Regions from separate parts of the Mus musculus genome. Here regions 1, 3, 4, 5, 6 and 7 are each linked to region 2. A link is a contact called in public promoter capture Hi-C data. All regions are on one chromosome and are shown on one strand. The core of a region is the stretch at or near the end of the contact, and the rest is flanking DNA. Distances in the headings are between cores, read along the strand shown. Region 1 overlaps Nipal2 (NIPA-like domain containing 2). Region 2 holds the start of Fbxo43 (F-box protein 43). Region 3 holds the start of 4930413F20Rik (RIKEN cDNA 4930413F20 gene). Region 4 holds the start of Kcns2 (K+ voltage-gated channel, subfamily S, 2). Region 5 has its middle 36 kb from the start of Gm22208. Region 6 holds the start of Pop1 (processing of precursor 1, ribonuclease P/MRP family, (S. cerevisiae)). Region 7 holds the start of 9430069I07Rik (RIKEN cDNA 9430069I07 gene).

Region 1 (4,112 bases), core at 1,370-3,869, 1.5 Mb after region 2:
AAATGCAGCAGTGGGGAACAGCCTTCATGTTCTTGGGGCTGTGTGTTCAGGGCTCTGTATCACTTTCATTCTCCATAGACAATTCAGGTCTTAATGCTTGTTCTGACTATAGCTATAGTGTAATTAATTCTAGATGTCTATTTGTTTTTGTGCTTCTCTTAGGAAGCTCATGGGCCTCTAATTTCATCAGACCCTAGAATGGCTAGTCCTCCTGTAAGGCAGCTAGTAGGAGGGTCATGTGCACAGCTCTGGGGGCACAGTGCCAGCTTGGACCGCACTCCTGTACCTGGCCAGCTCTGCATCCTCATGCATGTAGTTTAAACCATGTTTAAGCCTCAGATCAGTAACCTATGAAATGGCAAGAAAAGTAGTTGCTGTTTCAGAGGGGCTCATGGAAGCCTGAGTGACTGCAAATACCTTAAGCATCAGCTGACCTACAGTGCCAGGTGACCTGTGGTACCCCCTGCTGTCACTGTGCTTATGATGAGCATCCTCCCTGCATAGGAACAAAATACATTGTTCTCTATAGTGGAGCTTTCTCCTTGCTCAAAAATGGATGAGCCAATTTCAAGAATACTTTGCATTGTTCTTATCAGTACAGTAGTTAATTTGCAGGGAGCAGAAAGCAGAATCCTCTCAGTTCATTTGTTCACCCATGAAGCAGCAATTACCCTTCAACTCCTCCACATTCTCCCTTTGAGCATGTTGTAAAATTCCAGAATTTCTAAATAACAAACCAAGATAAAGCATGCCTTATAAAACAGATACAGAGCCTGCATGGTGCACACCTGTATGTAATACAGCAACCAGGAGGCTGAGGCAGAAGGTCTGCCACTAACTCAAAGCCAGCCTGGACTATGTGGTAAGTACCAGACCAGCCATTGCTACATACCAAGACCCTTTCTGAATAAATCAAAGGTGCTCCCCCAAGGCTCAGGGACCATCTTGGAAGAGGGAGCAGAAAGATTTTAAGAGCCAAAGGTTAGCCGGGCGTGGTGGCACATGCCTTTAATCCCAGCACTGGGAAGGCAGAGGCAGGCGGATTTCTGAGTTCGAGGCCAGCCTGGTCTACAAAGTGAGTTCCAGGACAGCCAGGGCTACACAGAGAAACCCTGTCTCGAACCCCCCCCCCTCAAAAAAAAAAGCCAAAGGTTAAAGAGAACCAGAAATAATCAGTGTAAAATGGTGTCTTCCAGACATGATAGTACAGTTCCAGTCATGAACTCAGCTCCTGTGGCTGCCTATGCAACACCTGCATAGATGAAGCCAGTCATCACTATAGTGTGGCAGGGAGGGGGCAGTGAACAATGGCCTGACTCACACCTGTGTGTCTGTTTCTCCAGTCAGCTAAGACCCAGGAACCTCATACAACACGGCCTGTAGAATTGGTCGGGGGGGGGGGGGGGGGTGTAATCATAAACTGATGAAATGGACAGCAGTTCTTTTTTTAAAAAAAAGATTCCTTTATTTTTAATTTTAAGATTTATTTTTATTTATAAAGGGAAGATATGGCTATGTTCATGTGAGTGCAGGTGCCTACAGAGGCTAGAGTCATCAGATGTCCGGAAGCTGGAGTTCCAGATGGTTGTAAACACACACACACACACACACACACACACACTGTACACACTCATGAATATACCCACATGGGTGCTGGTAACAAAACTCAGGTCCTCTGCAAAAATAGTATATTCTCTTAGCTGCTGTTTCTCCAACCTAAGATTTCAGTTTATGTTGTTTCACAATAGTTAATCAGTTCACAGGAAGATACTCAAGAATATTCACTCCTGTGAATGCTTCGACGTTTCTAAGCCTATTCCAAAGAGAATGAAATGAGACCATTCCTGCATCTACAAAATATGGCCTTACACTTAACTGTTGTCTATTTTATACCTTTATAACTAAGTTCTATATTATAAATAGATATAAGGATGGTTAAAAATAAGAAGTTATTTGCAGTCCAGAAATTAAGGCTATGTGGAATTAAGGAGATTCGTGGGGAACCTCACTCAGTATAAAGTCAATTAATCCAAGGGCAGCAAGCAGGACTGTGCAGGAGGAGACTGGCTCCAGGCTGCAGAGAGGCATTGGTAGGACGCACCAGTGATACTTTTCAGTTCCACCCTTACAAGCACACTGATTTCAAGCCTAAGAGAGAGATTATTTCACAAACATTCACAGTGCTTTGGATGGTGCGCAGTTAAAGGTAAGAAATGAACACTGAGTAAGTATCCCCCATGTCAGGTGCTGCATGAGATGTATAAACAACACCATTCTTAATTGTGGCTAAGGTGAATAGGAGTAGGAGATAGAGTCAATTTGGAGGTGATTAGATGGAATCAAATACTTGGAATATCATATTGCACAAAGGCAGGTAATAGCTGCAAGCTCTCATTGGCCCAGGATAGTTTCCTCAGAAATTAAAACCAAGTATCCTGTTGCCCAACTGATTTGGATTAAGGCAGGAACTAATAGACTGAGAGGATGATGAGAGTCAGAGCTGTGCCTGGTCCCTTCTGTCTGAATATCTAATAAGCTAGCTTTTGTAACCCTCACTGTAAACCTCCCTGTGGGATCTCTATTGTTCATGTGTCTCTCTGGTGCTGTTAAAAAGCCCTAACTGAACTGTGTCTGCAGTCCATTAGAGAATGGTCAGAGTGCAGCCTGCAGCCTTACTGGGGTCTTTTGAAATTCCAGAGAAGTCATGTCAAGCAGAAACGTTGGTCTCCAAGACTTTTATTAGAAACAAATGAGAGGAAACACAAGCAGACCAATGAGCAAGCGATGTGTAGTCTTACTCAAACCTTGATGCCACAGAGTCTCTGTCTCTGGGAGCAACAAGCTTAGTGCTAATGTGCTCAACTCACTGCAGTCCAGAAATGTCTGTGATGGATGTCTGTGACAGCATTTCACATGCATATTGGTTTTAGTGCTGAAAATATGCAGAAAATACCTCTTTTCCACATGGCTTGCATTTTTTTCTTCAGCACATTTGTCCAAAACCCAGCTTATATAAACCGTGTGGACTAAAGCTCTGACGTTTTAATTTTCTGTCTGCTCATACATTCTCAAGCAGAAAACTTGCTGAATTCTAAAGCTTTATTTGAAACATGTTTTCCATCCATCTTTGTTTTTTTGAGAATACCACAAACTATTTCTAGACAAATTGCTGACAGTGAAGTAATGGGCTATTAAATTTATAATACAGAATTAATGTTGTCAGTGGTGGTATTTTTACCTTTTGGGGGGATGGGAGACTTTTCAGGTCATTAATGCATGTCAAGGAAAATGTAGAAAGGAAAAGAGTACTGTCCTTAATCCAGGTAAATGTCTTGTCTAGAAAAATACAAATCACCATTGGTCAGTTGTTATGTCTTTGTTATCCTCAATAAATAAAGTGGGACTTTTTTCATCAAAATGAGTTTCTTGACACTTTCGTCCCTGACAGCATAGATAGATGGTGGGGCAACTTTTTCAGCATAAGAAAGCATCTTTCAAGCTGTCACATACTCAAAGCTTTAGATCCTAACTCGCTGGAATACATTGTAGTTGACATACTTTTTTTTTTTTTTCTAAAAATTCTACAACTAACGGGAAAGATAGTTGTAGAGCCGTACCTCAGCATGGTTTGAGCTGACTGAGCCCTTGAGTATGTTCACTCTGTCCATAAGAGTGAGGTCTGATTGTGGCTGACAGGGATGTGTTTTGGTGGTTTGTTTCTAGCAGTGCAAAAAAGCTACCATATAGTGACCAGAAACCAGAAGCCAGACATTTACTTGTTAAGGTCTGTTTGTAGAATTACTATGTAAATATGTTCTTTTCATGCGTAGAGTTTGAGATATTTTTGACAAAGGAATTTTTATTATTGTTTTTGCCTTCTGGTTTCTCATAGTATCAACATACTGTCTTTCCTACTATTATAGAGGTTAAAACCAAAAGTTGTCTTAGAGATGAAATTGATGAAATTCTCACTTGTAGATTAGGTCAGAGTTTATATATCAATATTTTCTACACTGGTGCCTATTACTAGAACTGGCCAATGCTTTGTATTGTTTGACTCAAACAGTGTTTTTGAGGGACATGAATTGGTGTCCCTCTGTTTAAAAGTGAGT
Region 2 (3,710 bases), core at 886-3,385:
TTTTCCCATTACAAGAGCAGGAGAGCATCGTAACAGAGTGTTTCCTAGGCATCCCACCAAATAAAATCAAATACCCTGCTCATATAGCCAGAGGAAGGGTATGTAATGCCAACACAGTATTACGCGTTTAGATCCAGTCAAAGGAGTCTCTGTTAGGTCTCTGGTTGGGGGGCACTACTCCCCTGGCTTAAATGGAAGTGGTTTGAGGGTCAATGAGAGTTCATTAAGGCTTGGGATAGCAAAAAGTGCAGGGGAAATAAACCTAGGAATGATACTGGATGAGGTGGTTGTGTAGATGCTGGTAAAGACGTGAATGTGACAGCCTATCAGGGCAGCAAGGAAGAGTGCAGTAGCTTCTAACTAGGGAGTCAACCTCCTCAGGAATCTTTATCTACAGGAAAATGAACATGGGGAGTGCTCACTATCAGAGATTACACAAACACAGTGGTTTTAAACATTTTTAAATGTGTATCTTTGTGAATATATGCCATGTGTGTGCGAGTGCCTGCAGAGGTCAGAAAAGGGTGTCAATTCCCAAAGTTGCAGTTCTGGGCAGTTGTAAGCAGTGTGGTAAGGGTGCTGGGAACAAAACTCAGGTCCTTTGAAAGAGTAGCAAGTGCCCTTATCAGCTGAGCTGTCAAATTCTAACTGGTTTAATGGTTAGCACCTGCCCAGTGCCCTAGGGAGTGAGGGCACTCTCACCTGTTTATAAACAAGCCTCATTAAGAAACTGTGCCCTGTTCATCTTTGCATGAATAGCATGTAGCTTGAGCTTACTTTTGAGTTTGGGTATTTTAAGCCTATTTGTCAACGCTAAGGAGAATCCTCAGAGAAGAGGGTAGTGGTTGTTACTAGCTTAAAGGTGGCAGCTGAGGTTCTGATTGAGACCTGTGTCAATTTGGAGAAGATAAAACTTTGAACACTGCCTAGGTGGAATGTCTTGTTGCAGTGGTCCCAGGAAGAAAAGAGTCTCTGCTCGGAGAAGACCAGCTAGACAGGCGATGGGGGTCAGGCTGTGCATTCTTGGAACACTGAATGAAAGCCAAGACTTTAAATGTATTTGGTGTGATAGGTTCTTGGCTGTTTCTGATCCCTAAAAAGGAATGTCTGAAACCAATAAACACAGTCACTCATTTATTCATAACTTTTGTTTTGTTGGTTTTTTTTTTTTTTTTTTCAGGTCAGTGGCTATGTAGCTTAGGCTGACCTGAAACTTGGTATGTAGACATGGCTGGTCTCTATGGAGATCCTCTGCCTCCTGACTGCAGAGACTATAGAGGTGTGACTCACAACTTTTTTCTTTTTTGTCTATTCACAAAATTTATATATTTGTTCACTGTAGAAACGAGGGCAAAATCATAAACTATTTTTAAAAAAAATCATTAACCAGGTGTGGTGGCACACGCCAGAACTTGGAAGGTGGAATGAGGAGGATCGGGAGTTCAAGTCCAGCCTGGACTTCATGTGACACGGTCTTAAACACACACACACACACACACACACACACACACACACACACACACACACACACACAAAACCAAAACCAAAGTTGGGGGGTGTTGCTGGGTTTATTGGGGCACTCCTGTAATCCTAGCCATTGGAAGATGAAGGCAGGAAAATCAGGAGTTCCAGGACAGTCTTGGCTACCTAACAAGTTCAAGTGGACTCCCAGGGACCACTGCCACTCTCTTAACCCAAAATCAAATAGTTAGGAAGTCAACCTCTCCGTCCTTATGCTGTATTTACGCCTTTACTATCCAAAGCTGTTGATAGGATTCTTTGACTTTGTACATCGGGCGAAACACTTCCAGGGATGATGCCTGGCACTGCAGGTTTTCTAACCGATGCGTCCCTCCAGTCTGGTCGCACGCAGTGATGCAGGGACCAACAGAGAGCTGGATGGAGCAGGGCGGAGCTGCGAAGGGATGAGGGCGGGGAGGCGGGGCGAGCGCTCAGACGGAAGGTGGGGAGGGTGGTGCCCTGGGCGGGGAAAGGTGGCAGGGGCGGGCTCGGCCGAGGCTCCCGGCTCAGGTGGGCGGCGCGGCCCAGGTGCGCCGGCCCGCAGCCGCTCCGCCCTCCTCCCAGGGGCGTCTCCCGCCCGCACGCCCGCCCGCACGTCCGGGTGACGACCGTTAGTCCCGCCCGCAGCAGACGGCTCGGCAGCTCCGGTGGGGGGGCATCTCTGGTCTCTAGTCGGGAGATTCCCCCAGGTCCAAGACTGGCTGGAGAGAGGCCGGAGAGTGCGGCTGCTGCGGGGCGGAGAGATTCCGAGCGACTTGACCTTCCCAGCCGCTGCCCCTCCTGAAGCCGTCCCGGCGCTGCTCCGGGCTCCGTTAATTGTTGAGGTTTTTCTCTTAAGTGGTGGTACCTCGGCATGAACTTTAAAGGCAAAGATGACAGACTTTGTTGTTTGGAAGCCTACCTTACTTTGACATGTCTTAAGAACTCAAGGTTGACTGGTGGTAAGATATTCCACTTTAATGAGAGCATCGGTTTAACGAAGCAGTTTTCTGACTTGTATAGGGCGTAAGTCTTTTTTTTTTATTTTTATTTTTTTTTATTTTGCGTAAGTCTTTGTAGATAGGAGTTCTGAGTGATTTATCAGAACTTTTTTTTTTTTTTGCCATCAAAAGGTTTGTTTGATTCATCAGCCTGTGGTTGCATGAATAATTTTCAAAGTTTGAAGCAGGCATTTTGGTGTATAAGCAAGATGAGGATGAAGGCAGCGACAGAGTCTCTGGTTTTCCCAAGTAGGGAGCGTGTATCAGGGCTCCTACTTTATTCCCAACGGTTTTTAGCTTCCATTTCCCAAATCTTATGCTGGTGAGGCACCTAGTGGTGAAGTGGCAGAACAGGTCACTTTTAGAATAAATTTCACATGGAATAAAATTCAATACAATACAGTAAATGCACATGCTCTAACTTTCGCAAATTGATTGAATTAATATTTTTTCAGGAGAAAGTGATTTATGAGAGGAAACATTGTAACTTACTATTTGGAGCAATTTGTAGAAAGCAGAGCTTAATCATCTTGTCCTACCAGGCATGCGCAGAAGTTAGTCATAAGCACAGGGGATCAGAAGTCAAAACTGCCCAAAAGCGGAAGAGGCTTAAAAATCACTTTGCTTTATAGCAGTGAGCCTCGGATCTTGTGGTTTTTGTAGCAGGTTATTTTGTAATATTTAAACTACATATTTAACTTACATACCATACATGTCTAAGTCCATGTGGCCGAACGAGAGAAATGACTTCTATGGCATGCTATGTTTGCATGTGTGTCACCCACAAATAAATGTTAAAAAGAAAAAACATAGTGGTTTTTTTCTGATTTATTTTTAATTATGTATGTCTGTGTATGTGCATGAGTACAGTGCCCATAGAGACATACATAGAGACACTATTGAACATGAGGATGTGAGCTGGGAACCGAGCCTGGGTATCTGGTGAGAGCAGTGCAAAAGCTCTTGACCTCTGAGCCGCAGCCCCAGCCTCGCCTGGTGAGCTTTGAAAGGAAATAACTGAACACAGAGACATTAGAATGTTGCAACCGAATATACACTTGCTAACTAAAATCATACAGTAACAAAATAATCTGAAAATAAGGCTGGTATGTTTTTGTTAAGAATAGTTCAAGTAAATATTTGTGCTTGGTGCTTTGCCTATGGTTGTCAAGTAATCAGAATATAATACAGTTTATAGCAAGGTGGTAT
Region 3 (4,108 bases), core at 1,359-3,858, 1.5 Mb after region 2:
TCATCTTTTTAATGTTCAACACAGGAAAGATTATGGCTTTAAAACTGTTATGTCACAAAAGATAACAAAATGGGGCAGGGGCATTGCTCAGACACTGACTGACTCTCCTTGCTTCCACTGTGGAACTACAAAGAAGAGACTTTCCTTAGTGTATGTTATGCTTGTAGTAGACACATTTCCAATATAAGTTTAAGAATGAATGGTCTGCTCTTGGTAAAATATTAGAGAGTTAGTAGATGTGACCCACCCAGGCATCATCCAAACCAGGAAACCATTGTTTTCACTAGAGAACTTATGTAGTCATTAGTTTTCTTAAACATTTCCTGGAATTCTTGATTGTCTTGGCTCTCCCAAGCACAGATTATCATGTGACACAGATGTTTGCAAGGCTTAACTTGCTCTTTATAGTACACAGTTGTACATCAGGAGGGTGTGTCCAGAAGATGCTAAGTGGAACTCCTAAACTGACACGTTAGCTGCAGTTGGTTGAGATAAGACGATGTCAGCCTTTTTCATCAGTGTGCAGAGTTAGGCCATCTTAAAAGCCATGGTATTTTAGCCTTTTGCTGTTGCTGAAAGGACAATTACTTTTGTTTCAAGGAAAAGTACAAATTGAATTTTAAAATCAATTCAACAAACATTTTATCAAGTGCCACTAGTATTGTCCAGGACAGTAAAAATAAATGGAATCTAGCTTTTCCTTTCTGATACTAACTGAAGAGAGAGATGGCTGAATATGGCCTATCACTTCAGAAAAACCAAGTGTGAGGTCTGAGCCCCCATGCCCCACAACTCATGATTGGTCCTGGGATCGACTGGCTTCTTGATGTTTCCCTCAGTTCTGTCATATCTGAGATGCTTGCACAGATTCTTTTTGGTGGTTGCCCAGCTAGCTCTCTGTGTTTTCACAGTGATTGTCATCAGGTCTTATCAAGTAGCCTTCCTCCATTGAAAAGTCCTGCTGCCCCCAAAGAGCTTTCATGGAACAGTGGCCACTTAGAAGCAGTGCTGCCAGAGACTGACGTAAGAATGCCTGCAGCAGAAAGTCTCAGAGCAAACAGTAGTAACCCTGGGCGAGTAGCTAAGAAACCACTACAGTTTGCACTGAGATCCTGTCCCACTTGGAAAGGTGGGGAGCTGGTATGGAAGGTTAGGTGTGACAGAGTTTTGCCTGCACGATAATGTTGTGTCCACACATTTTCATGACAAAAGGCTAATTAATGTTCCTAAGCACTATGGAAATATTCAGTGTGGTCTGAGACCCAAACCTTTCTTTCAGGAATGTTATTAGGTGACTAGGAAGATGTCTGTAACTCCAAAAATGGGGCATGTGGTATCATGTGAGTGGTGTAAAAGCCAGTGGAAATCCACAGTCAGGTAGCTTTCAGCTGGATGGTCAGGGATTCAGTTGGACACTTAAGAATAGGTAGGTCTTTATGATAAGTATGTTCAGGTGGAGGACATTTTAGGAAAGGGAAACCCTGATGACAAGGAACAGCTCCACTTTCTAGGAATTTCCATGCCTACAGTTTGTGGACCAGACTCAATGGTAGATGTGGCAGTTAGGGAAAATGGAGACTAAATGTGGGAATAGGGCTTAGGTCCTTGGATCTGGTCCCAGATTGCCTTAAAGGAAAAGTAAGGAAATTAGTTTTATCTGTCAGATAATCAGGAGCCATTGGGGGTTTGGGTCAGGCAGTCCAAAAGTCAAAACAAATTAAATTAAAAGAAAAAAAAGTACCACTCTGGCAATGGGCAAAGAGACACCATGTTGGTGGCCATGTTCTTATGTCAGTTGGGGCAGAGCAGATGTTCATCTTAGCCTGATGCCTGGCTTGGTGTCCAAAGCTCTTTTATGCCTGAGACTCAAGAAAAACAAATCAAATCAAACCCAGGCAGCACAGGGCAGGAGGAGGAAGACAGACAGAGACCTGTGGACCACCATGCCACCCACAGACCTTCCTCCAGCAAACAGTACAGGCGGGCCATTAGACACTCACATGCTGCCACTCCCTGCCATGTTACCCAGGGGCCTGCCAGCAGTGTGGCCAGCCTGCAGCGGGAGCCACCACAATGTGTGAGTATGTGGTGAAAAGAGAAGAGAAGTAGAATACCTTGAGCATTATGAAGAGAGATGGAACTGGAGACTCGAGGGTGGAAAGGAGAAGCCTGTTGTGGGTGGCCAGCTCCATCACCTGGAGCCACGGATAAAGTCCCAGCCTGAGCTGCTGCTGAGGACCATGTCTGGGTCTCTGGGTCTATGCAGCAGCAGGGATCACAGCACAGTAGGCCTGGTCAAAGTCAAGGGGGTGCAGGTGAGTCAGCCCCAAGGGTGAGAGCATGGAAGAGCTGGCCCTGCCACTCCTCTGCTGTGAGGTGACATTGGTGTGGGTATGATGCCCCCCCCCATTGCCCTTTACCACGTGCAGCAGTTGGGAGAGCTGGCCCTGGGGTCATGAGAGTAGAAGAGCTGACCTGCCTACTGCTGACAAGCAGAGCTGGAAAGCTTGCCCCTGTGGTGTGGATAAAGGAGAACCAGTGAGATAAACAACTCAGCTACCACCCAGGCCCAGATCCAGGGCTCTGAGTTGGCCCACCCCAAACTCTATATCATATGCAAATGGTTGGCACACTTGAAAGGGCAAGTCCTGCTGATCCAAGGCTGTAGGATCTCTATGACATAGGGCAACAACAGGATAACTGGGAGGAGGCCGAGTGAGACTCCAATATTGATGATGTCACAAAAGCCAGAGATCTTGAACCAGACCAATGACCCATTGCACTCATGGCAGTGAACATTTGCAAGTGAAGATGTGTGGACAGAGGGTGTCTTAGTCAGGGTTTCATTGCTGTGAAGAGACACTATGACCACAGCAACTCATAAAGGGCAACATTTAATTGGGGCTGGCTTACAAGTTCAGAAGTTCAGTCCAGTATCTTTATGGCAGGAAGCAAGGCAGGGTCTAGGCAGACATGGTGCTGGAGGAGTTGAGAATTCTACCTTTTGTTCTGGCTAGTAGGACAAGGGTCTTAGAGCCCATATCCACAGTGACACACCTACTCCAACAAGGCCACACCTACAAATAGTGCCACTCCCTGGGCCAAGCATATTCAAACTACCAGAGTTTGGACATACAGTGACACACTACAGCTTCCATGATGATATGTTTTCTGTGCTTTGGTGTGTGTGTGTGTGTGTGTGTGTGTGTGTGTGCGCGCGCACGCGCGCGCGCTCAAGTGCTCATTTTTTACTTTGGGGGTGGGGTAGTTTGCCAGGACAAAGGGCAGATAAGTGGGGACAGGGAGTTAAGTGGGATGGGGATGCATGATGTTAAACTCACAGCAAATCAATAAAAACTTTTCAAAAACTCTAAATTAGAAAAAGAAAACAACAATAACAACAAAAACCCAACCAACCCCCTCAGCCCCCCAAAATCCAAATTAGGATATAACAGGAGGTAGAGGCTTGAAACTGGCCAGATGTGAACTAAATCTGTTACATAGATAGGATGTGTCATGTTTGACCTTCAGGGAAGTTTTAAAGTGTTTAATATATTGTGGTCATTTAAAGATGAGATTAGCTGGGACTAGAGAGATGACTCAGCAGTTAAGAGCATTTGCTGCTCTTACAGAGGACCTGGGGTCCATTCCCTGCACCCACTGGATGGCTCATGATCGAGGGCCTATAACTGTAGTTTCAGGAGATCTGATAACTTCTTCTGGTCTCCCTGGTCTCCATGGGCTCCCAAATGCATACGGTTTTTATATTCATGCAGGTTCACACATACACACATAATTTTTAAAAATGAGATCAAAATGTTGTTAAGATTAACACTATATCATAGTATGATATTTATTATCTAAAAAGTCATATTTAAAATACACCATTTACTCGTATACACACACACACACACACACACACACACACATATATATATATATATATATATACTTCCCTTTACTTAGTCAAATAAAAACCAAAGGTCAAACCTCATAACCCTGAAGAAGTCTCTTATTTGAGAGTATGATTCAGATTTCTTTTTTAAAGTTTAGGGCAGAATGCATCTTCCATCATAGAAAGCACCTGGCCTTTTCAGATAAGTTTTGA
Region 4 (3,750 bases), core at 995-3,494, 1.3 Mb after region 2:
GTGGCCCACCACCAGCAGGCAGGGATGGTGGCCAGGCCTTCGTTCTCCTCCTTTTCAATGGTGTAGGCCACCACAGAGAAGATGGAAATCCCCACTGAGAGGTAGAGCAAGAGCAACCCCACTTCCTTGTAGCTGTACTTCAGGGTGGCTCCCAAGGAGCGGAGGCCAGTGGAGTGTCTGGCCAGCTTGAGAATTCGGAAGATCCTCATTAGCCTCAGGACTTGAGCCACCCTGCCCAAGTTAGCCAAGGTAGGAGAACTCTCCACCACCAGGTTCACCACTAGAGTTATGTAAAATGGGACAATGGACATGAGATCAATAAGGTTTAGAGCATTCTTGAAGAACTTAAGAAAGTCAGGGGCCACAGCAAACCTGGCCACCAACTCAAATGTGAACCAAGCAATGCCAAAGTGCTCCACAATTTCGAACCTGGGGTCTTCACCGGGGTTACCCTGGCTATCAGGGATTTGGAAGTCTGGCAGGCTATTGAGGCACATGGTGATGATGGAGCCCAACACCACCAAGATGGAAAGGACACTGAAGACCCTGCTTAGGACTGAGTAGCCTGGGTTGTCCAACGCCAGCCACAGCTGCCTGCGGAAGTTGCCCAGGGGTTGCCCATCGAACTTGGAAGCATCATTATAGAAGGCCAAGATCTCATCGAAGGAGGAAGTGGTGCTTTCCTGGTCACTCTGCTCGTCCCATTTCTCCTGCTCAGGTTCCACTTTGCGGCCGTGATAGCTATAGCTGCAGCAAGAGTCGATGAAGAACTCATTGATACCCCAGTACTCGATCTCCTGGCTGAAGGAGAAGACGCACAGCTCAGCCATGACGTGAAGCTTGCCGGTGTGGTAGAAATGCAACACATAGGGGAAGAGCTCGGGGTTACGGTCGAAGTAGAACTCACGCTGAACGTCATCGTAGTCATCGCAGAGTTCCAGAATGGCCTCTCGCGAGTGGCAGAGGAGCAGACGGCCCAGGCGTGTCTCAGGGAAGCGCAGCAGCGTATGGGAACGCAGCCGTCTCTTGAAGCCACCCACATTGATGCGGATCTCTCCATCCTCGACGTCGGTATCGGACACATCCCACAGGCTCTGGCGGGTCATGCTGGAGATGCCCAGGCGCCCGCGCCGCGCGGGGGCGCTACACCTGAAAGCAGAGGGAACAGCATCTATGTGAGCGCCGGCACTCCCCACCCCAAGTCTTTCTCTTGTTTTCTCTTCACCCTCATCTGACTGGCCTCTCCAGCAGGGTCTCTAGGTGAGGTCCAGCACTGGGGTGCAGGAATGGGTCTATGGGAGTTGACTCCCTTCCCAAGGCAAGACAAGGGTGTATGTTTCCACGAGTACACCCGGGCCTCCACCTCCTCCAGGGAGTGGCGCCTGTCGGCTCTGAAAGCCCAAGGGGGCTGTGTGCTGACCTTGCCTGTGAGCAGACCAAGGAGACGCCCCCGCCCTCTCGCCGCAGACAGGCGGGACCCAAGCTGAGATGCGCACTGGCAGGGCTGGGCCAAGAAGGGGGCGCGGAGATTTGGGAGGAGGCAAGGAAATTCACCGCTCTAATCTGTAAATCTGGGCCGAGGGCTAAAAGGGTCAACTCAGCGTCCCAGATCTCCAGCCTTCAAGGACCGATTCCATTCCCAGCCCCCTTCCTACCACCACCCCCGCGCCCTTCTGGCGCCGTGCTCCCCGGCCGCGTGCGCTGCGCCTTCCCGGAGCTCGCCTTGCGCGTTCTAAAAGCGCTTACCTGGGTGCACGGGAGCCCGCGGCAGAGGCCGGCGGGAAACTTCCCCGACCTGCTGGCAAGCATCACCGCGGTGGACGCCGTTGGCTGGCTGCGCGAGTGCGCGCGGGTGCGAGGATGTAGATGTGAGTGCTTGTCTGTGTGCCCCGCCACCGGGCAGGCGGGGTCCACCGTGCGCCTCCTTCAGTCTCCGGCCGCACACACCACCGCCCACATCCGCGAGAGGCTCACAGGTGGCTGCGTGGCCCCGACGCTCGTGGAGCCCCCCTCTTCCGATCTGCGCGCCCCTCACCCACCACGAGAGGCAGGAGCCCACGCCGCAGGCGCCCGTGGAGCGGGGGCGGGAACCGAGCCGGTGCGCCTTGCAGAGGGCCTTGAGCCTGGTGCTGCGCGGTGGTGCTGAACGGACAGCTCCGAGCGCGCCAGCCCGGGGCACAGTCGCCGCCCAGACTCTTGAGACGTTCCGGAGCATCATTCTGTTCTTCGGGCGCCCCCCAGCTTTGCACGGAGCTGACACCTTTTCCCCCTCCCTCGGCATCCTCCAGGGACAGCTGTTATTGTCAGCACCCCCAGGGCTCAGACAGAGGGTTGCCTACAGTGACTTTCCTCCCTCGCCGGGTCTGTAGGAAACAGACTGGAGAATGAAGGATGGCTTTTATGTATAGGGCGGATAGGGCAGCAACGGAATGATCTACCGGCTTCGGCTTCCTCTTTTAGAAACCTGAAGAAAAGTTTCCTATACCTGGAAATGGGGTTATCGGAAAATGGGAGCTGTCAGAGAAGACTGAGGTTGAGCTGTGGCAGGGATATGGGTGGGGCAGGAGCTTGGGTGTGTGCACAGGTCCTGTTGGCATGGGGAGGAGTAATGGAGTTCTGTTTGAGAACTCTGCATGATACCGTGTATGTACAAGCCAGTGTGAGCTTCAGAGGAGTACTTGGAGTTCTGTGCGTGTGTGCAATCTGAGGAGTAGGACTACCCAAAATCTGTGTAAAGTATTGACAAATATGTCTTCTGATGGATGCGAAGATGCATACAGTGTGCCATGTATGAGGATCTGGACATGCATTAGTGTGGTATGTGCATACAGTGTGAGAAACTGTGTGCTGTATAAACACTGACTTCAGCACAGAATTCCCAATCATAAGACATAGGGCCCTCATATTGGCCAAGCCAAGAAATAGACCCTTATTCCTTGGTATCCCCCTGGTCTCTGAGCAAATACATGGTCCTCATTTTCAGACTGTGGCATGCATTGTTAGCAGAGAGCTGGTGTCCTCATGTCTTGGTCAGAAGTAATAGGACAGTTCTTATAAGGTGGCTCCAGACTCAGGAAAAACAGTGCAACCACGAGAAACACATTCTTCATATGTGGCTCTAAGGGTGCCACCTGAATTGAGAGGTGTTCTGGCTCTAGATTGTTTGATGGGTTGGAGCTGAACTCCGGTCAGAGCATTTGTCTGGTATGTACAAGGCCCTAGGTATTGATCCCCAGAACTATGCAAACAGTGCAAAAGACTAGCCTGCTTTAAGCTCCCTCAGAGGGTCTGAAAAGAATCCTTGATCTAGTTTTGTGTTGGATCAGTGGATCCAAGTATGAGTCTTTGTATCAGCCACTCACCTTTGAGCATATATGATGTGTGCATTGGTTACATGTGTCCTCACTAAAAGGACGCTACACCCATGTCTCTGAAGCTTCTGTGAGTGTGGGTCTTCCTGCAAAAGCAGTTCCATATGGGAAGAAGAATAATGTGGTGTGGTTCATGTGAGCTTCCGTTCTTTGATGTTTGATGCTAGTAGTGGCAACAGTGGTGGTGGCGGTGGTGCTGGTGTGTGTGTGTGTGTGTGTGTGTGTGTGTGTGTAGGGAGTGATCTGCCAGTTGGTATCTGCCATCTTCATGCATTTATCACTGTGCTTTATTCATGTCACCCTATCTACTACTGCCTTGCTGCCCTCTTTCCTCTCCCAATCCATCCCCCTATCCCTGTCTTATTTTTTTGATACAGGC
Region 5 (3,541 bases), core at 884-3,383, 1.6 Mb after region 2:
TTTATATCTCAAGAAGGAAATATATTTATTTCTGTTACTTCAAGCCACCAAGCATATGACAATTTGTTGCAGTGACCTAGAAAATAAATATACAGATCAACATGGTCTTTGAAGCGCCAGAACATAGGAGAAAACCTCAGCAAACAGACTCTGCATATGCTGGTAACATGGGGAGGCCCCTCCACTGGCCTCCAGTGACTGGAGCTGATGTACATTTAAAAGTTTGGAGTAGACTTGAGAAGAAAATGGTGGCATTTGCTTCATATCTAAGAACGCAATATGGATATGAATATAGTATTAGGACTTTAGTGACTGAGAGATGGCCCAGCCAATAAAAATGCTTGTCACATAAGCATGAGGACCTGAGTTCAGTCTACCAGTCAATGAGCTCCAGGGTCAGTGTGGTATCCTGCCTCCCCAAAATTGAAAAGGACACCTAATGTTCACCTCTGGCCTCTGTAGCACAGCACTCACAGATATGAACGTTCACACACACATTAGTCACTTTTCTAGTTGGTGTCATCAAACCTATGGTAGAGACAACCTAAGAGAAAAGGTTGATTTGGCTCACAACTTCACAAGTTTTAGTTGAGCACAGTGGAAGATATGATGGTGAGACAGGTTCCCCGTGGCTGTGGAAATGTAGTAGTAGAATGAATACAACAGGAGAAAGGAAAAGCAGACTGGGTGAAGCAGAGGTCTGTTTTAGGGAGCTCTTGGGGACCTAGCCTGGCTCTGGAGACCACAGGTGTGTGCAGCTCACCCCCCCCCACACACACACACACACACTTTAGGGGCACACATTACAACCACACCCACTCAGTCCCCAGCCAGCCAAGAGGGGACTACTGGACACCAAAAATGCCCAATATTCACAGGCTCACTGGGCTGTAGCCTCCCTCAGCCTTGAAGCAGGCTGATCCAGACTTTGACCTTGCTGCCACTAAGAAGGAGATTACCTAGGGTAGATGCTATGCATACTCTAGTGAAGTTTGCTTGGCAGGCCAAGAGGCCTGGGAGCACTCACAAGGCAAAGAGTTTCAGAGAAACTCACCTCCTAGAATATTGGCGTTCTCATAACCCATATACTCATACCCTACCCCCACGTTAGTCTGGTGTATGGATCCACGTGCTCTCTTTTAGTATTATTTTAGTATAAGTGCCTTTAAAGATTGAATTCTGACATAGCTAAGCCTTCGCCAGTGTTCCAACATCCTAGAAAATCCTTGAAGCCGACAAACTTGGAATTCAGTAGGAATTCAGTGAGAATGTCATCTATTCAGTAACATTCAAGTTTACTTCTAGTAGAAACAGTGAAACTAACTAGGCATTACAAAGAATGGAGCTAGAATAGCTCAGGGCTGGTCTGTAGAGTGATTACTTAGGACAATAGCCAGTCTTACCCAGACAAGGGAATACACTATGGTCTAGCGAATAGGTGGGTTTACCATGAAAGAGTTGGGGAATCCCACTGAGACAGGAATCTTCACTACAGCCAGGTATAGCAGGCTATACTGCATATTAGAAGCAAGTTGGTGAATTCTTCTGACAAATGGAGATTCTCCACAGATACTTAAAAGTTACACTCATACAAGAATTTATCGAGGCCTAGGAAATAGGAGGTTTGCATTATTCATGAGAAGGTCTGCTAGAGCAGAACCCCCTGGTGCTAGCTTTCACAAGGCTCAAAGGAGTAGCACAAATTGTGACTAGGGTGTGAAATCCTTACCTGTCTTTAGCTGACCCTAGGCAGGGAGGTTTTAACTTTACTGTAAATATTACCTGGTTCCTGTAAGTCCTTTTGAAGTCATTCCTTTGTTTTGTGCCAGGTAATTTCAATGTACTTTGCCTGCTGTGACATCCTACCCCCTTTATTTTCTGTATTATATAAGACTGGTGTTCACTTTGTGAAAATACATTCAGACTCTACACAACCTCTTGTGTTGCGTCTGTCTGTCATTCGCTGACTCCTTGTCCATCTGCAACCAGAGATCTGTTCTATGCAGACAGGGACCAAAGAGAGTCTGCAGCAGGTAGAGCCTTCTGACCTTGATGGCTCTATTTGCTCATCTCCAAGACTCTGCTTCCTGCAGAAAGGTCCTTGAGACGTTCCAGAGACACACCCTATAGATCACCTACAAGCTGGCTCCAGGCACCAAAAATGGGCTGGCGGGGGATGGGCCTACCCTCTTTATAAGCACGGACTCTCAGTAAACTTCAGAGGCTTTAAACAGAAAGGTTTGTCTTGGCCTCATTCTTTTCTCTATGTCTGATCTCTTTCAGCCCCAGCCCGCCTTTCAGGGAACCCAGTTCACATGGCCGCAGGTGGCTACACTGGGCCTAGAAAACAACAGTTAAATGTGGTTTCAGGCACCATAAACATGGACACTGTCTCAGATTATAGTTCAAACCACAAAAACAGTGGAACTCAACAAGCACAGGAGGCAGTATTCAGATAAGAAAAGGGGAGCCTTTAAATGTGACCAGAGAGCCCTGGTAGATTGCCTGGCTTAATCTGAATGAACATTACCTCATTAGTTTTTAAAGGCTTAGTGTCTCTCATGTATCTATCTAAAGATGGCTCAGGCATGGCTAAGCGAAAGCGCTGGTACAAAAAGGGATGCCGAGGATGTGGGGCACAAGGGGAACCCTCTTCAAAGTGAAAAGAGAAAGATCAGTCTCCCAGTCAAAAAGCAGCTAGAATTCAGAATGCAACAACAAAGGAACCCTTCAAGGACCCACCATCCTGTCTACCAGAGAGTGTACAGCTAAGCAGGTGGGTCAAGACAAACTAGAGAAGTAAATTAATGAGAGTAAGAAGAGCCCCTCCCGACAGAGCAAGCTTTACTATACTACCACCAGCAGCAGCACCAATACTACCCCCAACCCCAGTACCATCACCAATAGCAGCAGCACTGCCACCACACCACCACCAGCAGCAACGGCAGCACCACCACCACCAACATACTACCACCAGCAGAAGCAGCAGCACCATCACCACCAGCAGCAGCAGTAGCATAACCACCAGCACCACCACCACACACTGCAAGCTAGGAATTCTAAAGCTCTGCCTTCTGGACTAGATGGTGTATATCAGTCTCCTGGAGCCCTCCCTTCCAACTGCTCACTCTCCACTATCTCCAGGGATCTGGGCATTCTGCAGCTATCTTCCCTTTTGGGTATGGGGGTATTGTAGTGGCAGCCTAGGACACTGCTGCTACCCAGGGCACAACAGCATACTGGACCTGTAAAGGACAGCAATCTGTCTCCAGGCACAGTGGACTGGTTGAACATTGTACAGCCTTATCTAAAGTGAACCACCTGTTTCCTGCTGGGCTCAGCTCCTGACCTTCCAAGGTCTCCACAGAGTAGACCTTCATCCAAACCATAGCTGAGGAATGACAGCCTGGAATCTACACTCATTTTCCACTGAAACAAGGGAAAGTAAAGATGGCACCAAACAAAACCAGCTTCCAGCACTTCTTGTTTACTCTTTCCAGAGTCTCCTTGGCCAGGGGCTAGAGAGCCCTTCTTGAGGGAA
Region 6 (3,923 bases), core at 77-2,576, 1.7 Mb after region 2:
CCACGTGGTGGCTCACAAAACATCTATAGGGGGATCTGATATCCTCTTCAGGCAGGCAGATATATATGCAGCAGAGCACTCGTACATTAAATAAAGAAAAAGAAAAAAAAGGAAACAATGATATAAAAACAGGCCTAAATTTCTCTTTAAATTGTTCTCATGCCGCACGTCTTTGGATTGTGCTGGGCTGCATTGTTTGATTTAAAAAACTAGTTTGAAATTGAGTTGCTGGGTTAAATTTTATATTTTTTAAATCATTAATTTGGATTTGGGATTGAGATAGACTTTTCCAACAACTGGCCCTAATTATAGTTCCGACTGTACTACATATTTAGGCAAAATAGCATCTCATCACTGACTATTATAAAAATCAAACAACAAATCAGCTCTAAAAAAAAAAAAAAAAAGCCGGGCGTGGGGGCCCACGCTTTTAATCCCAGCACTCGGGAGGCAGAGGCAGGTAGATTTCTGAGTTCGAGGCCAGCCTGGTCTACAAAGTGATTTCCAGGACAGCCAGGGCTATCCAGAGAAACCCTCTCAAAAAACAAACAAACAAAAACAAAACAAACAAACAAACAAACAAAACCACTTTAGATGCTTTATGTCTTGCAGTATCAAATACTCTACCAAAACTCGTATTTATGAAAAAATAAACATACACACATCTATTTAGAGAGTAAAAATTAGTTTTTATCTTTCTCAAAAGGCAAAATTATACCAGCTACACTAAAGAATTGTTTTAAATATACTTCCTTATGATATATTATCAGTTACTAATTAGTACATCTTCTTATCTACCCAGGTTCGTTAGTGAGAAAGCTGAAGTCGTGAGCTAGGAGAAGATGACTCGCCTCCGGAAAGCAGACCCCGGTCTGCTCAAATCTTGAGGCGATCATGCATAGAAAGGAAGCACGGGATGGCGAAAGGCAGACAACCCACACCTCTGCTTGGTTCCCCGGAATGACCCATCCCTGTCCTTTACGGTACCCAGAAAGGGATACAAGCGCATTCCCAGAGGGGATTCCGCCTGGCAGGGCAACGATAAGCATAAAAACGAGCACAGGAGCCTGAGGCTCTGGACTGCAAGAGGGCCCGCCCGGGCAGCATGGACCTCCCCAAGTGAAAAGCGCCGCAAGCCGAAGCCGCCACTGTGGGCAAGCCCCCACGCGAGGCCCCCGCGAGCTGGCGGCCCCGGCTAAGCATTAGTGCCTCACCACCAACCTGCCAAAAGTTCCGAGGGCTTCGCCGGTAAGAATGACAAGGTTCTGAGATCCCTAGAAGCTCCCACCACAGAGGGTGAGCGAGCGGGCTGAGGGCGCGTGCGCAGCACGGCTTCTTCCTCCACGTGTCCCGGAGTCGCTTGTAAACTACAATTCCCATCGGGCCGTGCGAATTCGCACGGGGCTGTCCCTGAACTAAAACTCTTTTGCCTAGGGCTGTCTGGTCAGTGGACAAGAGTGGGTGTAGTTACTTACCATCGTTTCTTCTTCTGGAGGGTCTTCAAGAGGGAAGGATTAGCATGTCGTCCATAATCAGAAAGGTGATCAGCACCACAAAAGCCCCGGCGGCCATTGGTCCCTACAGGTAATGTTTTTTACTGTAGCTCTGAAGGACCAGGTAGGTGCAGTGTTGCAAGTTTGGAGCTTTGGCCCCTGCTGGTCCGAGCAAAAGAGAGTCTTAGAACGCGCGAAGAAACTAAGTTCAGAAAGAGTACAGTGTATCCAAATCCCTCAGAGAATGGGGGAGCCCTGGTGCTACCAGAAACTTGCACTCCTAAGATCTTGCCCCCATCTGGAGCTGCCGGGGCCCCGAAGGCGAGCTTGCTACATGCTTTCTCTGGTTAGAAGTGGCATCACCCCAACCCCCTTGCCTTTCGTCTTGGTGGCTTCTAGTTTTGGTTTTTGTAACAATTTTATTAAGATAGAATAAACAACCCATAGAATTCTCATTCTGTTAGTGGGTTCAATTCAGTGGCTTTTACTATGCCCAAAAGTTGTGTAGCCATCATCACTTTCTATTCTCAAAACATTTACATCCAACCTAAAATAAGGTTTATACCATTAGCATTTATTCCACATGGCATCTTTCCCCAGCTCCTTACAACCACCCATTTATTTCCTCTCCATCACTATAGGGTTTATCTGTTAAAGACGTTTGCTATAAAAAGTATAATACACTGTTTGGTCCTCTGTGACAGGCTTCTTTTACTAGCATGAAGTTTGATCTAACCCTTTCTTAATTTACAAGATATGCTTGTCTCATTTGGACAGTACTCAGCAAATACCTGTATGTCTATCCTAGTCTCTGGCTTCTATAACGTGTAGGAATGCAATGATGCTTATGAATGGTTTATCCATGCCTATTTACCACTAATATCAAATGCAAGTAACACCAAAGGTGATCTTCTGAGATTATCCTATATACTAGAGCTAACCATATATGTACTGGAAAAATAAAAACTACCCTTTGGCATTTATCTCTGCTTACCAGAAGTGCTTTTAAATAGAAATGGTACTTTCTTTTCACTTCCTTCTGTGGGTGCTATGAAGGACAGACTAACTTTGTAGCTCAGACTAACCTAGAACCTGCTGTTCTCCTGTTTGAGCATTCCTAGTGCTGACGTGAAGACCAGCACACTTAACTTAAAACCTTGTTCCTCAAAATACCTCAGCTTTAAAAATCACTGTATTGTATCTTATATAACTTTCTCCTCTCTAACTTCTAAGTCTTCACTAAAACGTATCTAGAGCCAATTCCTTTTGAAAAAGTCATTTCTGACACAGTGTCTCTTTGCTGTCAATCAAAACTGAAGATTTTCTTCGGCTGCAACATTAGTACTGTAGAAGATGTGTAGTGCATGCCAAGTATTTAGCTGATTCAAAAATGTGTAAGAAGTAATCCGACATAGGCCTTCACCTATAAAAGGAAAAGAAGCAGTAATGTAGCAAATGTTACATGACAGGCACTATGACAACTAACTACCTTTAAGTTGTCTCTCCATTTTACAAAAGGACAGCTCAAGGTCAATCTTTTCAAGGAAATACAGTGTGCAAGTGACATCTTGGCTTGAACTCAAACCCTAGCTCCCTTAATATCAAGAGAAATAACAGTCCCATGTGTCAAAGCAGTAATTATTATAATAGGATTGGAGATGGAACTTAATGGGATGAGAAACCAAATGAAAGGGAGGAAAACTGATTCTGATTTGGAGCAGAGAAAGAAAAAAAGTTTTGAAGAAGCTCCCCAAATAAGGTAGTCCGGTTAAACTTTAAATGTTGGGTTTTCTGTTTTTCCACTTTTAATAGTGTTAGGAAGTTTGACTCATCATAGTTAATTAGTTACAGACTGACATTCCTCCAGAGGACACAGAGGTAAAAGAATACAGAATGTAGAGATTTGGATGAGATAGTTTTCAATTGACCTTTTTTTTTTTCTCCCAAACTGTATACCTGGTGTTTTATAACATTTTCATTGAAATGACTTACTTTCACTTAAATTAATTTTAAAAGAAAACATTATCAAAATACTCTAAATAGAAAACAATACAATAGAAAGTAACTATTTTTAAAAATAACTCAAATAAAAAGTATTAATTCCAAAACTCTATGAGCATACTGCAGTTGGCTCAAAACCTTGAGCCTGCTCCCTTTGTTAAAGTGTTTCTGGCTGGGGCTGGAGAGATGACTCGGCACTTAAGAGCACTTTCTGCTCTTCAGGAAGCCAAGTTTGGTTCCCAGCACCCATATTAGTCCATTCACTCCCATCTGTAACTCTAGCTCCAAAGGACCCAGAGGATCTTCTGGCCTCCATGGGTATGTGCACAGGTGGTGGACTTATACACGTGCACATAAATAGTCATAATAATTTCAATGTCTTTCTGGCCGAGGATGGATATAGCTCAGTAAAAGACCATGCTGAACATG
Region 7 (3,904 bases), core at 48-2,547, 1.8 Mb after region 2:
GATAGAAAGTTCTCCATTTGCATGGGAAAGGGAGCTAGTACTTTGAGATGGATGTCCATGACACTCTGCGAATCTATGAATCACCTATGACTGTCCCCTCTCTCCACAAAAGCAGAGTATACATAGAAAGCAGCAAGGAAAGTATACTTTAATCTGTAATGTGTGTCTGTGTGGCAAGGCAGTGGCTCAGGGACCTTCCCACATTTTGTGTACAGCCAACGGCATGGAGGATTAACAGTCAGTGGGATGTTAATCAAATGGTGCGTAGCTGTGTCTCATTTCACCCAGGAGTCTTGTACTAGTGTCAGCAGGGAGGCAGCATGTAGACAGAGGTCTGGCTGGTTCAGCTTAGCCTTCACACAGCCATTGTCACCAAGGGCTCAGCACATGGATTGTCGTAGTTCAAACAGCGGTGTAAGTTCCCAGTGTTGTGATCATTGTTCCCATTTAGTGAGTGAGGAAACTGAGGGTCAAAGAGTTTAAGTAAGCAGGTCTGGCTGAGGCAGCCACAACCTGAAGATGATAATGTCAGGGTCCAAATTGAAACCTATGGACGACAATGGCCCTGTTAGTCTCACAAACCCCATTTCAGAAATTCAGTTGAGACAGTATGATTTGCTTCTGAGAAGGAAGTGTGCACCTTTACCTCTGGTGCTGAAGGTTCTGGTAATGGCTCAGGATAACTAGGCCTGGGCAGAAGACAAGGCTCAGCAGCCACATTTTTCCAAGTGTGTCTCCCCTAACTTCCCCTAACTTAGTGTTGGCTAGACACTTCCCCAAACCCTTACTGCCCAAGGTTATAGGACCTCAAAGGGCAGAAACAATCGGGCAGAAGCTCTCTGAAACTAAACCTGAAACCCCCAAACTCAAGAGGACAGAGGCTTCTAGTTTCACTCACTTAGTGAAACTAAGTGTCAAAAAAAGGAGGAGGGCTGGAGAGATAATTTAGAGACTAAGAACATGTATTGCTCTTGTCAAAGACCTGAGTTCAATTCACAGCACCCATATAAGGTGGCTCGCAACCACTCTAGATCACAGTGAAAATAATACCTTTGGCTTCTATGACACCTGTAATTATAAATAACAGTATGTTTTGGGGAGGTGAAGGAATGGGAGGAGGAGGAGTAAGAGGAGGAGGAGGAGTAAGAAGGGGAGGAGGAGCAAGAGGAGGAGGAGGAGTAAGAGGGGGAGGAGTAAGAGGAGGAGGAAGAGTAAGAGGAGGAGTAGTAAGAGGAAGAGAGAAGTAGGAAGAGGAAGCTGGAATGATGGCTCAGCATTAAGAGCACGGTTGTTCTTGCAGAGGACCCAAGTTTGGGTCTTAGAACCAACGTGGCAGCACATAACCATCTATAAATTCAGTTCCAGAAGATCTGACATCCTTTCTGGCCTCCACAGGTATGTGGTACATGCTGTGAACAGACGTTCATTCAGGTAAAACATGCATACACATAAAGTAAAATCAACATCTTTTTGTGAAAAAGGACAAACAAAGGGAGACACTGGATTGTAGAGTTGGAGTCTCCGAGGACTCTGGGAGTTGCTCTCTGATCCATTTGTCACTCTTGAATTTAAGAGCCTTTACTCTAGGCTTCTGTCCTTCCTTTAGTGGACTTCCCTATCCTGCACCTAGTTGCCTGTTCAAAGCCCAGGTAGCCTCTGCTTTGAGCTCTTTGATGCCACAGTGCTAGGCAGAGCTCTGCTTGGGTCCTTCCTTTTTTCCCTAAGCCTAGGCACTTCCCTCAGGATGAGAGGAGTCTGGGAATACCAGGCCTATGCTGGGCTGGGCAGGACTGACAAAGACTGCTTGTGAAATTGAAGGAAGAAAAGCTCTTTAGTTTAATTAGTTAATTAATTTATTTATTTATTGGTGTCAGAATTCATCTGGCATGGCTAAGCCAGCCCATAGAAAATAGGCACTGGCAGCTTCCCAGGCCCCAGCCAATCACCGGGCATGAGACACAGAGAATATTTTATGCTCCTCAAAGAGGAGAAAGCAGAAAAGGGGTGGGCATGATGGCTGAACACACCTGAAGAGGACAAGGTGAACAAGAGATGTGTGAGACTATTCTAGATGACCCTTCCAGACTCCCTGGCTTGTCAGCGAATTCTGTTAAACCTGTGAATATTTGCTGTGACTGACTTCTGCTGGGGAACCTGAGGGAGTGTCAAAGGTTCCAGGAGTCCTGGGGTCACAGAGGAGCCCCAGAACAGAGAATCAAGTTGACAGTGGGACAGGGAGGTCCTTCCATTAACTGCTCAGTGCTGAAAACAAGAAGTGAGACGAGAAGTGGAAACTGTGGTTTGGCTTTCTAAATGCAGTGCTAATTACAGACATTTGTGCAAACTGCTTTCCATTAGCGTTTAATTGCTCTCCGTGTGGTATTGTAACAATTTTGCATTGCATGAACTACACGTCAGACTTAGCTGAGTTCTCTTCGCTTCCTTGCAGCCAGTCTTCCCAGGCCTTGTGTGCTCAGTTGGGTTGTATGTGGTTAAAATAGTGGTTATAGTTACAACTTACAGAGAAGGAGAAGGAGGAGGACAAGGAGGAGGAAGAAGAGGATGGGCATACACTTACTATATGGTTAATTCCCGAAAGGCCAGGGTACCTCCTGCTGGCTTAAATATCAGTGTGTTGTCTAGTTTTGGGAACTGGGCCAGAGAAGAACACCATAAGTTCTAATAATTCTAATGCTTTATATCTGTTTGTCCTTTTTGTTTTCTTTTTAAATTAGGAGAACCATAAAATGTCTATCACTAAAGCAGCCGGATCCCTGCGTATCTCTAGGATGGGGCGTGCACAATGCTTGACTACTGAGGTCAATATCTCATCCTTAGTCCATGCTTTGGGAAGAAGATAAAAGAGAGAAATGGCTCCATAGGGCCCAGCTAATAAAGTCAGGGTGGGAAAGCTTCCACCAAGAGGCAGTAGATGTGAGAGGGACTGCTTCTCAAAGACAGCATCTCCACCAACCTTTCACACATTGCCTAGTGACCTACTATGAGCCAGGCTTAGGCACTGTGGTGGGTGAGGGGGTAATACCGGGAAATACAAAAGCTGTTTCCAGCTCTGAGGAGGTGGCAGGTAGGTTGGGAGAGGGACTATGGGTGAATAAGACACACCTAGCTAAAAAAATTTTGCACAGTTGTCAAGTTGGTTTAACTTACTGCTATTTTGCAGATATCTTCTTGTCATGTGAAAAGATAATGTTTGATAATGTTTGAAATGGTGCAGAAAGATAAACTCTCATATATATATATATATATATATTCTGCTTATGAGAGAAAGCATGTAGTATACTATGTCTTATTTTCTTATTTTGTTTGACATGATGCTTTTCAGTTCTATTCATTTTCTTCAAATGACATGATTATGTTCCTTATGGCTGAATAAAATTATAACACATGGGCATGCATTAAAAAAAAAAAGACACACCTAGCTAAAGAGCAAGCAACACTGACACATCAGCAAAGTGGCCTTACTTCTGCAAGTCTTCTGATCCGTGCTGAGAATGTACCCTTGCTTGCACTTGCAGATGTACGAGCCAGGTGTGTTGAGGCAGAAGTGGGCACAGTTGTGTTCCAAGACGCTGCACATGTGGACTGCTGCAAAGGAAGACAAAGAAGGTGGGTGAGCAGTGGCACCTTCCCTTAGCCTCAGTCTGTGCAGCAAATATGCATTGCGAGCATGTGAAGAAGAGGCTTGAACCCAAAGCGATAGAATCTGACGTCCCTTTCAGCAGGGAGGTTCTCTGTCTAAAGTTGACAGTCAGATAAATAAAGGACCACGTAAGGTGAAAGAGGAATGATGTTAGGGTGAACTATATGACATTGCTTATTCTGTATGGTTTTTGGCCTACAAATCCACAAATTCCAGGTTCATCTTAACACCTTTTGACAGGCA

The links. Promoter capture Hi-C pulls out the DNA fragments that hold promoters and counts their contacts. Capture Hi-C pulls out chosen DNA fragments and counts their contacts.
Region 1: a contact with region 2 is called in a promoter capture Hi-C map of second pharyngeal arch cranial neural crest, with 6 times the contacts expected there. The contact joins the enhancer-like site here to the promoter of Fbxo43 in region 2. A contact is called at or near these places in 6 of 39 promoter capture datasets (the 3T3-L1 cell line, the HPC-7 cell line, hippocampal neurons and 3 more).
Region 3: a contact with region 2 is called in a promoter capture Hi-C map of 3T3-L1-derived adipocytes, with 21 times the contacts expected there. The contact joins the promoter of 4930413F20Rik here to the promoter of Fbxo43 in region 2. A contact is called at or near these places in 11 of 39 promoter capture datasets (3T3-L1-derived adipocytes, the C10 cell line, cranial neural crest and 7 more), 1 of 484 Hi-C or Micro-C datasets (uterus), 1 of 115 datasets of contacts at active chromatin or transcription factors (embryonic forebrain) and 1 of 9 other capture datasets (embryonic stem cells).
Region 4: a contact with region 2 is called in a promoter capture Hi-C map of liver, with 6 times the contacts expected there. The contact joins the promoter of Kcns2 here to the promoter of Fbxo43 in region 2. A contact is called at or near these places in 10 of 39 promoter capture datasets (the HPC-7 cell line, cranial neural crest, embryonic stem cells and 5 more), 1 of 15 datasets of contacts at CTCF or cohesin (embryonic stem cells), 1 of 484 Hi-C or Micro-C datasets (embryonic stem cells) and 2 of 115 datasets of contacts at active chromatin or transcription factors (astrocytes and embryonic forebrain).
Region 5: a contact with region 2 is called in a promoter capture Hi-C map of embryonic stem cells, with 7 times the contacts expected there. The contact joins the enhancer-like site here to the promoter of Fbxo43 in region 2. A contact is called at or near these places in 6 of 39 promoter capture datasets (the 3T3-L1 cell line, the C10 cell line, cranial neural crest and 3 more) and 1 of 115 datasets of contacts at active chromatin or transcription factors (embryonic stem cells).
Region 6: a promoter capture Hi-C map of liver shows a contact between it and region 2, with 8 times the contacts expected there. The contact joins the promoter of Pop1 here to the promoter of Fbxo43 in region 2. A contact is called at or near these places in 13 of 39 promoter capture datasets (3T3-L1-derived adipocytes, the C10 cell line, the HPC-7 cell line and 9 more), 3 of 115 datasets of contacts at active chromatin or transcription factors (the 230-238 cell line, large pre-B cells and pro-B cells) and 2 of 9 other capture datasets (adipose tissue and liver).
Region 7: a promoter capture Hi-C map of hippocampal neurons shows a contact between it and region 2, with 2.7 times the contacts expected there. The contact joins the promoter of 9430069I07Rik here to the promoter of Fbxo43 in region 2. A contact is called at or near these places in 2 of 39 promoter capture datasets (3T3-L1-derived adipocytes and hippocampal neurons).

The regions. Positions count from the first base shown.
Region 1 is chr15:34,635,413-34,639,524 of GRCm38.p6, reverse strand. The region is part of intron 3 of Nipal2 (NIPA-like domain containing 2); the gene reads left to right. Among named protein-coding and RNA genes, the nearest start is that of 4930413F20Rik, 38 kb to the left of the region's middle. Within about 2 kb of position 2,619, at least 8 of the 459 cell types and tissues checked have an H3K27ac peak or open chromatin away from gene starts, as enhancers often do. A contact at or near this core is called in second pharyngeal arch cranial neural crest, where this site is marked.
Region 2 is chr15:36,163,286-36,166,995 of GRCm38.p6, reverse strand. Fbxo43 (F-box protein 43) reads left to right here and starts at 2,135. Exons shown (of 5, transcript NM_001081253.2): 1 at 2,135-2,526.
Region 3 is chr15:34,673,573-34,677,680 of GRCm38.p6, reverse strand. 4930413F20Rik (RIKEN cDNA 4930413F20 gene) reads right to left here and starts at 2,608. Exons shown (of 4, transcript NR_045883.2): 1 at 2,476-2,608; 2 at 2,115-2,291. The region is part of intron 1 of Nipal2 (NIPA-like domain containing 2); the gene reads left to right.
Region 4 is chr15:34,835,849-34,839,598 of GRCm38.p6, reverse strand. Kcns2 (K+ voltage-gated channel, subfamily S, 2) reads right to left here and starts at 2,244. Exons shown (of 2, transcript NM_181317.4): 1 at 1,747-2,244; 2 at 1-1,149. The coding sequence starts at 1,106. It overlaps Gm32970 (a long non-coding RNA gene), which reads left to right and starts at 924. Exons shown (of 7, transcript XR_383919.3): 1 at 924-1,260.
Region 5 is chr15:34,566,068-34,569,608 of GRCm38.p6, reverse strand. No RefSeq gene overlaps it. Among named protein-coding and RNA genes, the nearest start is that of Gm22208, 36 kb to the right of the region's middle. Within about 2 kb of position 2,133, at least 14 of the 459 cell types and tissues checked have an H3K27ac peak or open chromatin away from gene starts, as enhancers often do. A contact at or near this core is called in embryonic stem cells, where this site is marked.
Region 6 is chr15:34,492,714-34,496,636 of GRCm38.p6, reverse strand. Pop1 (processing of precursor 1, ribonuclease P/MRP family, (S. cerevisiae)) reads right to left here and starts at 1,326. Exons shown (of 16, transcript NM_026340.3): 1 at 1,222-1,326. It overlaps Rida (reactive intermediate imine deaminase A homolog), which reads left to right and starts at 1,391. Exons shown (of 6, transcript NM_008287.3): 1 at 1,391-1,584. The coding sequence starts at 1,520.
Region 7 is chr15:34,355,265-34,359,168 of GRCm38.p6, reverse strand. It overlaps 9430069I07Rik (RIKEN cDNA 9430069I07 gene), which reads left to right and starts at 1,297. Exons shown (of 4, transcript NM_001256161.1): 1 at 1,297-1,395; 2 at 2,736-2,819; 3 at 3,537-3,627. The coding sequence starts at 2,748. Matn2 (matrilin 2) reads right to left here. Exons shown (of 19, transcript NM_001358780.1): 4 at 3,484-3,606.